3 separate regions of the Sus scrofa genome follow, and all the other regions are linked to region 3. The links are chromatin contacts, called in public HiChIP or PLAC-seq maps. All regions are on one chromosome and are shown on one strand. The core of a region is the stretch at or near the end of the contact, and the rest is flanking DNA. Distances in the headings are between cores, read along the strand shown. Region 1 overlaps VPS54 (vacuolar protein sorting-associated protein 54). Region 2 holds the start of UGP2 (UDP-glucose pyrophosphorylase 2). Region 3 has its middle 96 kb from the start of MDH1.

The links. HiChIP or PLAC-seq counts read pairs in DNA pulled down with a chosen protein or histone mark.
Region 1: an H3K27ac HiChIP or PLAC-seq map of alveolar macrophages shows a contact between it and region 3. The contact joins two enhancer-like sites. A contact is called at or near these places in 2 of 2 datasets of contacts at active chromatin or transcription factors (alveolar macrophages and skeletal muscle).
Region 2: a contact with region 3 is called in an H3K27ac HiChIP or PLAC-seq map of skeletal muscle. The contact joins the promoter of UGP2 here to the enhancer-like site in region 3. A contact is called at or near these places in 5 of 47 Hi-C or Micro-C datasets (fibroblasts, heart right ventricle, psoas muscle and 1 more) and 2 of 2 datasets of contacts at active chromatin or transcription factors (alveolar macrophages and skeletal muscle).

What each region holds. Positions count from the first base shown.
Region 1 is chr3:77,971,451-77,976,301 of Sscrofa11.1, reverse strand. It overlaps VPS54 (vacuolar protein sorting-associated protein 54), which reads right to left. Exons shown (of 23, transcript XR_002342640.1): 23 at 1-2,273. It overlaps UGP2 (UDP-glucose pyrophosphorylase 2), which reads left to right. Exons shown (of 10, transcript NM_213980.1): 10 at 1-253. Among named protein-coding and RNA genes, the nearest start is that of UGP2, 57 kb to the left of the region's middle. Within about 2 kb of position 2,116, at least 3 of the 83 cell types and tissues checked have an H3K27ac peak or open chromatin away from gene starts, as enhancers often do. A contact at or near this core is called in alveolar macrophages, where this site is marked.
Region 2 is chr3:78,028,474-78,033,404 of Sscrofa11.1, reverse strand. UGP2 (UDP-glucose pyrophosphorylase 2) reads left to right here and starts at 2,772. Exons shown (of 10, transcript NM_213980.1): 1 at 2,772-2,968. The coding sequence starts at 2,950. It overlaps LOC106507380 (proline-rich protein HaeIII subfamily 1-like), which reads right to left and starts at 2,642. Exons shown (of 2, transcript XM_013987892.1): 1 at 2,624-2,642; 2 at 1,543-2,570. The coding sequence starts at 2,642. The coding sequence ends at 1,543.
Region 3 is chr3:78,165,133-78,169,411 of Sscrofa11.1, reverse strand. No RefSeq gene overlaps it. Among named protein-coding and RNA genes, the nearest start is that of MDH1, 96 kb to the left of the region's middle. Within about 2 kb of position 1,476, at least 8 of the 83 cell types and tissues checked have an H3K27ac peak or open chromatin away from gene starts, as enhancers often do. A contact at or near this core is called in alveolar macrophages and skeletal muscle, where this site is marked.

The DNA.
Region 1 (4,851 bases), core at 867-3,366, 190 kb after region 3:
CTCTGTTACCATACCCTGCAGTGTTAATTTCTAAAGTAGAGTTTTCTGCAGTATGCTTTTAGTCTAAGAAAAGCATAGGTGGAAGCAATACTTTTCTTTTTCAAAGAGGATCCTGAAAGTTAATTCATCTTAAAGTGCAATATTGTTTAATCTTAAAACTGGGGCAGCTCTGCTGGAAAATCTTTTAACGGAGGCCTCAATAATGATCACTTTGAACTGCTTGTGATTTCAGAAATAAAGCTGTGAAGCAATACATGTGTACACTTATACTTTTCAATGTTAACTTTATGAAATGGTGAAGAAAAATGGTTTATATACTCTTGCTAAACAGTTACGCTTAACGGTCGGAAGATTTGCTCTTGGAATACTTAAGTGCTCACTGGCCAGATACCTAACAAATCCAGTTTTTGCATTTACCTTAAATTAACTACATCATTATTTCCAAGAATTAAACTTGAAGGCATTCAATACCTTTCATCTAGTTCTAAAGCGGGGATGCCTGACATGCTTTCCACAAGACTTTATTTCCATTTATCGAAATAAAGGTGTTTCTTTTCCCAGCGGAAGGGGGAGATGGGGTGGGTGGAGGTAGGGCATTTCTTTCACATCTTTGTTCTCTAGTATAGTGGGGGGTGGGGGGTACAGCTTTATAAAAAGTTACCTTTCCTTGAAGCTTCATTTCTTGAAGCTTGCTTGTTGTCACTGAGAAATGTTCATGAATAACCTTCAACCAATGACTTGAATTGTGACTTTTCTCTAAGAATGGGTTACATTTTCCAATGCTTCCATACTTGTTTTTGAGTAAGCTGCTTGTTTAAAGTTTACTATATTCTATTAAAAAAAAGTTGTCTTTTAAAGTCTGATAATTTTTTACAGCTTTATTTTAGACAGTTTAAGAACCAATGACATACCTCTGTAATGATGAAGGAAAGAAAACAGGCTTTCCTTTCAGGAAACCAAAAAGCACAAACTAAGACTGTTTCATTGTACATAATCACCACAAGGTTAGGCACTCTGACAGGTTAGGCAAGATTCCTGGTGTGAAGTGATGCACAGGCACTTTCATTTGTAGAGTGCTGCTGATTCTAATTTTGAAGGTAGGTATTATAAAAGTCTTTAAATAACTTACTCATCACCTTATATTTCTGGCCCCAACACAGCAGCCTATATTGTAAAAGTTCTGTTCCTTCCTGGTCTTTGTTCATACACACATTGAAAGTAACTTACCAACAAGAACCCAAGGGGGCCATACTTCAGTGTTATCTCAGTGTTAAAATAAGAACTCATAAGTAGGCAGAATATATGAAAATGTATTCTTACCTCTGTTAGAAATAAAAAGGAAAAAAAAAAAAAAAAAACCCAAACACCCAACCCTTTATAGATACTTTTATAAAAATACAGCTGTTAAAACTGCAGGCTCTCATATACCATATCTGAAACATATTTAAATTAGTATAAATAAACACCAAAAATCTTACTCTTTAATTACTACTGTGATCAGCCTTTCAAGTATTTAGACTATTCTGGAAGGCTTTACGCAGTTGACATACAGCGGTGGTAGAAAGATTAAATATGGGTCACACAAAGCCTAAAACTTGACATTGGTTACTGAAACAAAAATTGATGAATTCCTAAATCCAAGCAATCAAAAGATGTTTATTTTTTATAGAAAGATCTGTAAAAAAATAATTTTCAAACAGCTTTACTTTCATAGAGAAAACTTTCTACAGAAGTTGACTAAGATTTTAATATTTTAAATTGTACCATCATTAAATAAGGTGGGACACCATATGAATTTCATTGCACTGGAAGAAATGCAAAGCATTTTTTAATATAAAGTATACAGAGCATTCTAGTCAACTACAGCTGTGTTACAGCTATGTGTTCTTTTGGATTTGGTCCAAAGAAACCTGAGTCTGTTTCCATAGAGAATGAAAAATGTTATAGATACCTGATCAGTTACTCCTCTTTGAAGGAAGCACACAAATGGCATTCCTTGTAGATCCCACTGAATCCCAGTTTCCCAACACTGATACTTTCCTTTTCCCCTTCCCCAACCCCAGTTCGCTTTGGGTTCCAGGTTCAGTTCTTGCGTCACAGGCATCCATATTTCATCATAAACATACATCCTGTGGTCAGATGAACTACCCAGTTTTCCAGTATGTCATCACCTTTTCTGTTCCCAGATCTCGGCCATGTTTAGGTCCAAATCTTTAAGGCCTTTTAAGGCTTGAAGATTTCCAGTGTAAAAAGCTACATCTGCTGTGACCAACCTAGACATCAGAGAGAAAATTATTTTTAATCTCACTTTCTTTTCAAATAAAGTAGCAATGCTCACAGGGTAAGAGTCCTATCCTAGCTTATAAGGATTATTATTTAAAATTTAGATTTCTTAGGGACCAAATGTCAACAATTTAGGATTTTTGCTATCATATAGTCAGATCATTTAAGTGCTCTCTTTCAACAACACTGAAAATGAATAAACCAGTGCAGGCTGGACCAGTTTCGTAATTAATTCTGCCCAATAAAATAGATCTATAACAGTATGAAATACAAAAGAAAAAAAACAGCTTATGCTGGTTTTTTTTTTTTTTTGATCAGTGCCACTAGAGCATACATGTATATGACTAGTGAAATCAAGGGAAAGAGGTTTCCTGAGTGCCATCCTAAGAAGTTAAATGAAGGCTGGGACTCATATATGTAAATACTACTGGATATAAAACTTGATATTGATAATATAACAATACTTGATGAAAAAAGAATTACACTTTTGAGTACTGAGCTGTCACTTTAATGCCTATGTCACACTAATGTCTGAAAGAACACTCCTGGAAAGAATGTTCAGAAAAACAGAAATATCAAAGTTCCACCACACAGAGAATAGAGATTGGCCTGGTTAAATGTATGTGTTGACAGATATGGACCAGGGAGAAACAAATAGGACATCTTGATTTAGTATTTGTAAAAGAAGAAAAGCAGCTTTGCTATTTTAATGAACACATAAGTTGTGGATTGTTGGACCACAAGGGACAAAGGTATTGTAAGCACCCTTAATATGTGTACTAGACTAATTTATTAATACCTTTGGACTTAGGTACTCAATGTTTCAGCTTTTGTCACATAGAATTTAGTAAGGACTATATATTCCTCATTTAAAACTCATCAAATTCGGGCTGCATTAAAATCCACGGATTCTAAATTATCACATTTCTTGTGATAATATATTAAGTACACTGAAACAGACATCGATGGCTCAAAAAACTACAAAATCTTTTTAAAGCAAGCTTCTCATTAAAAATTAAATGAAATTAACATAAACCTCCATTTTAAAATATCATGTTTAATAAACAACTATTTACAGTCTATATAAGAAAGTACATGGAAAATATGTTTTACATCAAAGTTGAAGAATTCTGTTTGATAAATGAGCACATTAAGATATCTGTAATATATATAAAACCAACAAAGGATTAGTTTGAAGGCATATGCAAAAATTGAAAATCAACAAGATCATACTCAGAAAAAATGGGCAAAGAATATGAACAGAAAAAGTCACAGATGAGAACACCTGAATGACAAATATATGAAAAGATAACATTAGGAAATGCAAACCAAAATAAAATACCATTGTATCCCATTAGACTGGCAACAATTAAAAAGTCTACCACAAATTGCTGGCAAAATGAAAAAAAGTAGGAATATAAACTTGGTACAGCTACTTTGGACAACATTCTGGCAAGACCTAGTAAAGAGAAAATGTACATTTGGTCCACGTGTAGGTATACACCCTAAAGAAATGATCACACCATTAGACATGTATAAAGAAATATCTTCACTGTGTAATGATGTAACGGAAAAAAGCAATGTCCTAATATTGATCACTAAATGAAATGAACTCATTAAACATCATTGATTCATGTGGGGGAATACAACAAAATAGTCAAAATGGACAATGTCTATATGTTAACACAGGTAAATCAGAAACAATGCTGAGTGGAAAAAGCAAGCAGCATATGTACAATATACCATGTAAGTAAATTAAAATTATAAAACAGCTCCACATTTTTTTTTTAGATAGAGACAATAAATAAGAAGGACTCAGAAGATATAGACCAGATTTACTAGAAATGTTGCATAAGGGTTGGAGGAAAGAGAAAGGGACTAGAGATGGGTTCAAGGGATACTTGAGCTCCATTTGGAATGCCATTTTTTAAAAAAATGTTAAACATTTTTTTCAAGTGAAAATGACAAATGTTAATAATGATCAATTCTAAGTAACAGGAATATTTTTCAAATATCTTAAAATAGAAAAAAAAATCCCATTAAAGAGAAAAAAGTGCAGGGCTAGAGAGAAGAAGGAATAGGGAGCAACTGCTTCAAGGGATTTCCTCTTGGGATAGTGAAATGTTTGGAACTAGACAGAGGTGGTGGTTGTGAAGGCACTGAGTGCCACTGAATTGTCAACTGTATGTAAATGGTTAATTTTATGGTACGTGAATTTCACTTGGAAAAAAAGAAAAGGTACCATTTTAGAGCCGTTTCAGGAACAAAAATTCCTTTTAAGCTGATAGTTTGTTACGTCTTTGGCTAGAGTCTAGAGATTAATTTTTTGGGAATTCTATCTTTCAAGGGATGATTCAAAGACGTAATTTGATTTATACAGTCTTAGTGTCTTTAAAAGTATGTGACAGTGAAGATCTCTCTAAGGTTGTACTAACCCCTAAATGGCTAAGTTAACAAGAAAAAAAAAGTGATGAATTAACTTGGATGCTTCAGAACTATTGGTCTGAGGAAAACCAACCAACCAGGTTTAATTATGGGAATAAAAGTAGAGGGATATGAGTGAAATGG
Region 2 (4,931 bases), core at 1,523-4,022, 140 kb after region 3:
CATTTTACAGGGCAGTATTTGAAATAATATTTGCAAATATAGCTTCTAGAGTGCTGCTCCTCTAAGAGCCAGCTTCTGGATGTACATTGACTTAACCACTGAAGACAGGTAGTTACTTTTTGGAGATTTTTTGAAGCAGCAAATATACAACATCCTTTGGTACTATTACTCAATACTTAATCACTCATAAATCAACATATTATTAAGTTTTACCACTCTTGCTGCAGTTAAAACTCACTTGCTCTCCCTTAATCTCTGCAGGTAGAAAATAACTGATCATCCTTATAACAAACCTTGGATAACTAAAGACTCTTCAATACTCTTCAACTTTATCATTTGCAAACCAAGCAACCCTATGGGGCTCAAATCTGTTGGCTGTATTTTACTTTGGTGTTAACACTGATGAATAAATACTGCTTATTTAGTGCTGGAACAATTTCTATATTGTATACAAAGGGTGTAGAGACTGATTAAGATCTTCAGTCTCCAAATGCTGTTATTAAAATGTATACACGAGGATTTTAGACACTTTTTTGGTTTTATTTGGGGAAATTAGTTTTATAGCTGAGAGATGGTGTGTGATGTTTTGGGATTTCACATAATATAGTGCCAAGGGTTATTCTCCAGTACCACCCAAATGAATCACTGGGCTTGCCTGTATTAGTTTAGTAACACTTCCATACAAATATGCAACACCAGAAAAATCAAGTGTTTAGAGAATGGGTCATTCAAAAATTCTCACTTTACCTTGGTTGATTAATGTTGTCCAATGCCTCAAACTCTTCAAGATGGACTTGGTTTACGGGAGGCAACTAAAGAGAGCACTGACAATTCATTTATCCTGTTGCAGGCGGGTTGAGTCATAAATTGTAAAGTCTGAGATACACCCAGTGACAGGCGCAATGAGTCTTACAGGTAGGGAGTTGGCAATACAAGCTGTGATTTAGCGGGCGCTGGGCTGGCCCTCTTGCCGTCCCCAAGTCACTGCAAACATTCTTTTGCTGTTCTCTTTCCTTGAGGACTTCAAGAATCTATTAAAAGGTGAGCATCTCTTGAGAGTTAAACCATTTCTACTTTGATTAGAAAAGTTAACGCCTGTTACAGTGGAAATCTCTACAGGAATAGGAACTCGGGTGGTGGTTCTGGGGTGAGAGCCTTCACTTGGCATTTTCTTTAATGCGCTACAAGCCTCTTCCTGTTTGTGGATCCCACACATCCCACTGCTTTCTTCTTAACGCATCTTCACCCTCCCAAGACCAGGTGTGTGAATAGTTTGTGTCTACAGAAAAGGGCCTGGGCTCTCTCAAGTTGTTGAGTAGTTGCAGTGGGGTGCTCTGGCTTCAGCCACAGGATAGGCATCTTCAATCTCTGGTAAGCCGAAACATTTTTAAGCACTGTAAAAATAACCACTGGTGCTTCAGGTTCTCTCCCTTGCTGAAGTATCCATGGAAAGCTGGAGTTTTAGTGGTGGAACACCCCTTTCCCAGTCGTGGGAGGTGGGGCTCTCACACACGGGATCCGTCGCCGGGATCATCGCCCACTTCAGCTGGGTTCCCTCAGGCCGCAGACGTCCCGCCCCCTGCCACCTCCGTACATTTCATTGGCCAGGGCCTGAATCCGCCTCGGCTCCTGACTGGTGGCTGCTCCTATCTGTCTGCGCGGCGGGGACATTTCCGCATTGAGGGGGGCTGCTCCGAATGGAGGGGGAGGGGAAGTGTTTAGGAGAAAGGGGGGGCTTTGGGTGTTGCGAGACCGCAGCCAGGTGGACAGAGGGGGTTCAGTAGCTGGGCTGCGACCACTGGCGAGAGGCTGGAGGTGTGCATGTGTGAAAGGAGAAGGGGAGAGAGAAGGGTGCCGCAGAGGTGATAGTCTCTCAGTCTGCGAACCTTCTTCCGGGGGCGCCATAAACGCCCCCAAGTTCTCAGCTGCTAAAGGAGGAGGTGGAAGGTGGGTCTCCGAGGCGGTTTGGGGAGGGGCCGGGGCGGACTTCCCACCACCCCTTGGGCGGGTGCGTTCCTCCTCTCTAAGGCGTTTAGAGCCCCTCTGCCTGACCCACAGTTTGGCCCCAGAGGCCGAATTTGGGTTCGGCCAGGAGGGACTAGAATGTGCAGTAGTCCGGGCGGGCCCTCCCGGGCTCCTGTACCTCGGACTCGGGGCGGCGCACGGGTTCTCCCCTCCCGGGTGGCCCCCTAGTGTCCTCTGAGGGGGAGGGGCCCTGGAGCCTTCGGCCCCTCCCGGGAAAAAGCCGCCGCAGTGTTGCCGCCACTCGCAGCCGGGAGGGGGGCGCCGGGAGGCCCTTGCACGCCCGCGCACGGAATTTTTAGCACCTCCTAGTCCCGGGATATTTATGGGCTGGTAGAAATGGTTCCATGGACCCTCTTTGCGCCTCTTTGCCCCCTCTCCCTCCTCCCGACCCCTGTTTGGGCGGGGACTGCAGTTGGCCGGAGTTTTCCGGGGAATGGGCCGGAGCCTGTACGGCAGCGAGGGGAGGGGGAACCGGGGGCGCGGCCCGCCTTTGCCTGCTGCTGTCCGGCCCCGGAGGGCGTGGGGACCCGGGGGCGGTGAAGTAGCTGCTCTAGATCCGCCTCTTTCATTGATGAAATTTAAGTTCTTGTGATTTTACCTTTTCCGGGAGTCTCCATCTGGCCCTCATTTGTGTTGGGGTGCAGTGTGGGCTGGAGTTCCAAGCAGACTCAGTCGCACCAAGTTTCTGTCTTTTGGAAGTGGGGAAGGTTCTCCTGGGTGGTTTTTTTTTTTTTTTTTTTTTTTGAGGTAGTTTTAGTCGCTTTTAAGAAATACTCCCATAAGTGGCTAAGCATTGGAAGAGGAGAAAGAACTCGTCGGTCGGTTGTTAAAGCAGAGGTGGAAGAGAGACCCGCTCTATAGCGTGACTCCTCTAGAAATTTAAATATATATACAAAAGCCAGAGTATTTTAATAAATCCCTAAAATGTCGAGATTTGTACAAGGTAAGACACGCTTCTTATCTCCCGGGTTACTTTAGTAGTACTGAATTTGGGTACTGACAGTCGAGAGGTTGGTGGGTGGTTTCAAAGTGGAAATGTTCATTTGAGATACTGTTTGCAAAACCCTTTTCGTTAAACTGACATTTGAGCTGTCTTGAGTGCTGGCTGGGTTGGTGTTTCAGATACGTATAATTTATACCCTGGTACTCTGCTGCGTTTAGTTCTGCCTCCCTGGAATCAGGTTAGTAGCACTCTGGCTCCCCAGGATAGTGGCTGAAAATGAGAAAACAGGATTTTGGCTGCTGATTAATCCCTGTTCTCTTTTCTTGGTCGAAGTCAAGGTAACTCTGTGGGTGCAGATGGGAAGAAGAACTGGAGGGCTGGGGAGAGGCAAGTGGGTTTTTGCCAGGACTGTTGGGGAAGCTTTAGTGTTCTCAGCTTCTCCATTGGTGTGTACGTGGTTTGAGTCTCAGATTCATTTATTGCGAAACCGGGAGTAGCTCCTAGAAGCTGGAGGTCATTTCAGTAGGAGAAATGACTTTGCTGCATTGCTGTGTTTATTTATTTTTTCCTTCTTTGAAATCTGGAGGATTATTAAGGTTTCTTTGAAATTTGAAAATTGCCCTCTAAATTCTGTGTGTTTTTAAAAAAGGGTTAGGGAATGCCACTCAACTGAGTTGAGCTTTAACATTGTGTATACGTCTGTGAATGTGAACACATTGAAGTTGGTGCTACCTTAAACCTCTGTCACTAATTTGTAGCATAGGACTTGCCTTGTGGTATGCAAGTAAACCCTTCTCTTTCCGACCCCAGAGTGTGAAAGCTTCAGCCATCTTGCTGAACACACAGCTAGTAAAGTTCACAACCACTTTTTGAGACTGTCAGTAAATGTAGATGTACCTTAAAAAATTGTGCCAGTAATGGTTATCATTTGACCCTGGGCATGAAAATACCCTAGTAGGTTTTAAAGTACTTTATTAACTCTTTTTTCAGTTTTGTATATAATAAAGAGAATTTGACTTGCCTGCATTATTATGAAAGCATTTGAGACACTCATGTCTGCTTTTAGCACTAAGCTCAGAAATGTCAGTTGTCATTAGACTTTTAAATTCATATTATGCCTTGTAAGTGGTGAGAGATGCTTTTTATGTTCATATTGAATAAACATCTTAGGCAAGAATAGAAAGCGGAGGTAATTGTCAGAAGTTTGCTGGTTTTGTAGCAACAGCAACAATATTTAATTACCAGAAAGCCAATATTGTAGGAATATACTAGAGAAAAGTGGACATGTCACTTCTCTTTAAAAGTTAATAGTATTAGTTGAACTCCAGGTGTTCCTTGTTTACACTTTACAGAACTTACAGAGAATTGACTAATTGTCACATCCTTTGCTGTTAATGACTAACTGTTTTCAGGAGATTTCTAAATCAAGTGGGAATACCTGTGTGTATTGTTACTCCTTTCCCTTGTCAGCCACTTTTTAAAAAAATAAAATTTTTACGTTGGAATAATTTTAGATTTATAGAAAAGTTGCACGTATGTCAAAACTAAGAAATTATCATAAGTACTTTACTATTAACTAAACTACTGACTTACTCAGACTGCTTTTCCTTGATTCAATCTAGCATTGCATTTGGCTGCCATCCAATTTTGCTCTAATGGTAGTTTTCCTTTTATTTTTAATTATTTATTTATTTTCATTTTTTTACCTTTTCTAGGACCGCTTCCCACGGCTTATGGAGGTTCCCAGGCTAGGGGTCTAATCAGAACTGTAGCCACCGGCCTACGCCAGGGCCACAGCAATGTGGGATCTGAGCCGCGGGTCTGTGACCTGCACCACAGCTCACGGCAACGCTGGATCCTTAACCCACTGAGCAAGGCCAGGGATCGAACCCACAACCTCATGGTTCCTAGTTGGATTCATTAACCACTGTGCTACAAGGGGAACTCTGGTAGTTTTCCTTTT
Region 3 (4,279 bases), core at 227-2,726:
TGGAGGGACACAGGCTTTTTCTTTTAGAGAATGGGTGTTTAAACCATTAGTCATCTTGAAAAGTGGATAATTCCTATGTAAGAAGTAAACTGAAACTATGGACTGTGGAGAGAAGGGCTTCCATGTCTCTTTAGGCCTTATATCTGAATCCAAACCTCACCAAAAATCAAGCTCTATTTCAGAGCTTTATATATAAGGGAGTACAATAAAGTTTCAGATATTGTTGAGAGCACTTTGAGAGACGTGAATTTCCAGCAAACAGCTGGTAGGGGAGAATGCTGTCATAATTTTGGTGTAAAATGAAAGGATATTTTCCACTGGAGTCATAGGGAAGCTGGGAAGACATGGGTTATGGAAATAGCTTCTAAAGGGTCAGGTAAACCCTATCTCTAGTGGACTGATAGTAGTTTTCTGATGGAAGCTGAAAAACATCCCCAAGGATTGATAAGGAACAAACCAAGCTTCCCTTTCAAAAACTCCCTTTGAACTGATTTTGGGGTTAGCATGCAGGGTTAGGTAGGTATGGCAACATTTATAGACTTTGTTTTCATTGAGGTTCTGCAATTCATTTACCCAGTAATGACAGGAATAGTTCTTGGAGCTTTCACAAGGTTGATGTGATGCCTGATTCCTATTTTGGTTTAATGGAACTTAGAATCTCATTAAGGGCCAAACCAACTCTCATTAGTCATATGAGCCTTGCACGTTTACTAAGAACTTGCCCTCTGCTCTGGCAAGAAAGAAGGGCCCTGTGTGCCAGCTGAAAGGACATCACCTGACAATCTCTAATATAATGTGAAACCTGGATTCAGTTTAATGTAAGCAGTGTGCCCAGGCATCATCTAAAAATATTGCTGTGAGTTATTAACTTGGATCAGATGCATTTCTCAAGAATTTTTTTAAAAAAATATCAACAGTAGCTTCATATATTAAGAGTTTTGTAACAGCTGAAGGAGATAAATTCCTAAGAAATGAATACCAACTCTCAAACAAAGAATAATTTCTCCTGTCCTTGGAAAATGTTCATCAAACTTTAGGGGTCCAGCTAGCCTAGATTTCAAGAGAGATCTAGACTTAATGTTTTGACGTAAACTTTCTATGAATTCAATCCTCCTGAATATAGTCTGAAATGTCAGGGTCTTTCCTATCTGCTGCCACCAATTGTGTATGACTGGGTTCCACCTCAGGGACATTTTGTTTCTCCATAGGCATAAACATTCCTCTATTTCCCAACATTTGTGAGCCCTCCTCAAGAAGTCTTTTTCCATGTGATGGACAGAGACCCCACAGAGTCTGATTCCCTAATCTGTTCCTATGACATCTGACCAAAAAGTGCATCTGTAGAGCTACCTTGCCTCCCTGTCCTCTTTTGACCTTTCTGCTTAAACTTGGAGTAATCTTCAAGAGCATGTGACTCAGGCAGCATAGCATCAGGGGTCACAGCTGAACTATTATAGACACAGTGGATCAGCAGCCAAGAGGTTCCTCTGACCCAGGCTACCCAGCGTCCTTAGGTTTCATTTTCTGGTGATCATGCCACTCAGACTGTAATAGCTCTGTAATTCTGAGGAGTAATTCTGAATTGCCACATTGCAAGGTCCTTGATAGATGAGCTCATTTTCTGGGTGTATTATTTGGGCATATTCTCTCAACTATACTAACTTTGGAAAAACCTCCAAGAAAGAGGAGGGTTTTGTTTCTAATTTATTCCATCTTAACTCTATTATGGTTATAATTCCATTGCACATCATGACCAACCCAGCTTGATCAAACATGTGGTTACAGGGATGGTGAATTATTTCCTACATGAAGAGGTCAGACATCCTGATGTCACTTGTTATTGGCCCTGCAGGACGGATGTGGGCTGTCTACCACTCAGTGCCCCACTACATCTTCAAGATCAATGTCACAAAAGGGGATGTCAATGGAGACATTCAGAAAACTGTAGATAGACTGGACTCTCAAAAGTCCATGCTTATTTCTACAATAGGCCAATTTGATTTGTCTCTGTACTAATTAGCCACAGCAGAGTAACAGTTTTAGGGAAAATAGGCAGATGTCTTCCCATGTGATAATTAAATGGTAATTAATTTGCCAGTCAAACATTCAAAGTAGCACAGGGAACTCTACTCAATGTTCTGTAATAACTTATACGGGGAAAGAATCTGAAAAATAATGAATACATGTATATGTATAACTGAGTCATTTGCTGTACACCTGAAACTAACACAGCACTGGAAAGCAACTTGTTACTCCAATAAAAAAGAAAGAATTATTTAAAAAAACTCACAGAATATGGATCCTTATGCTGATAGGAAGAAAGGGGCATAAACCTGACTTCTGGCAACTTCAGACTATTCTTCAGGTTTTTCTTAGAACAGATCTTATCAGAATTGGCTTCTTCCTTTAAAGCAATTCTCTTGAGTTTGAGGTTAATTATAGTACAATGGCCAAAGAGCAACAGATCTGCACGGATGGAATCATCTCAAGGAATTCATGTGGCAAAAACTTAGCTGGAGTTTGGGGCTGATTTGAGATTTCTTTCCCTGGTATTTTACGGAGACTGTGCTAATTGTTGTTTTGATTCCATCTGTCCAGGATCAGAGGTCAGTTGGCTAAAACCTTTGCTGCCAATGACTCTACGTGTTTTGATTCTTCAGAGAATTCTTTTCAGAGGCTCAGAGGGCTGTGTTCCTCCTGCTAAGACATGTTTGTTTCATTAATGCTGTGGGTTTTCCCTTTCAGAAGCAAATGTAGGAAAATAGTTTGACAATTTCTTAAAAGATTAAACACAGAATTACTGTATGACCCAGCAGTTCCATCCCCAGGTATATAACCAAAAGAATTGAAAACAAGTACTCAAATACTTGTATATGAATGTTCACAGCAGTAATATTCACAATAATCAAAAGGTGGAAACAACCCAGCAACAGATGAATGGATAAACCAATTATAGTATATACATACAATAGAATATTATTCAGTCATAAAAAGGAATGAAATACTGAAAGAGGTACAATGTGGATGAACCTTGAAAACACTGTTAAGTGAAAGAAGCCAGATATGAAAAGTAACATATTATATGAGTCCATTTACATGGAATTCCAGAATAGGTAAATTTATAGGACAAAAAACAGACAGATGGTTACTAGAAACCGGAGGTGGTTAGATGTTGGATTTTTTAATAGGGCAATAAAAATACTTTGGCACTGTATATAGATAGTAGTTGCACAATATTGGGGATGCACTAAATGCCACAGGATTGTTCACTTTAAAATGTCTAAGTTTATGTTATGTGAATTTCACCTTAAATAATTTTATTTATTTTTTTATATAATTTTTTTTATTTTCCCACTGTACAGCAAAGGGGTCAGGTTATCCTTACATGTATACATTACAATTACATTTTTTCCCCACCCTTTGTTCTGTTGCAACATGAGTATCTAGACAAAGTTCTCAATGCTATTCAGCAGGATTTAAATAATTTTAAAATAAATGTAAAACAGCACTTCATTCAATGATCTGCTTTAAGTACTGTTCAACACAGAATATCCTTCAGTTCTAGGCCACAGGACTAAAAGCCATAGAGAAACAACTGTTTGTACCAGTTCCTGACAATGAGAAGCTACTTCAGCCACCTGTAATGTGCCAGATTCATAAAGAGAAAGCTGACAGTTCACCAAGGAAAGAAGTGATACCCAGTCCTCATACTTCTTGGCAGCTGCTTTAAAATAGAAGAGCGATTCATCTCTCTGACAGTGACAGAGCTTGAGATTCAGGTTTTTTTATGCTTTACAAATATGTATTTTCAGTAGAAAAATGACGTACTGGTTTTTATGAAAAGAAATCTTGGAATTGGTGATCAGCAGAGGAAAAATGACCTATTTCTTCTCATACATTCCACTGCATTAAATTTTTGGTTTAAAGATAAATCCCAGAATGCTCTTTTTTCAGGGTCAGAGGTGTCAGAATTGTCATTCATCATAAAATCAGAGAGGCAACAACAATAATTAAATTTTTGGGAAATAGATCCAGCAAGAGTTGGGGGGGGGCAATGATATCAGGGATTGAGTATATGAGGATGTCACATGGAGTAGTGATTATCTGTCCTATCTTCCTAGAGGAAAGAGGAAATGAACCTCAATATAAAAAGGAGCTTCTATTTAGCATTAGTATGTTCTTGCCGTAAGGATTAAGAGAGACTGAAACAAGACACTAAGTGGGGGGCTACCATGTTTCTTCAGGAGGCATTTAAACTCTGGGAAGCTGATGGATGTGA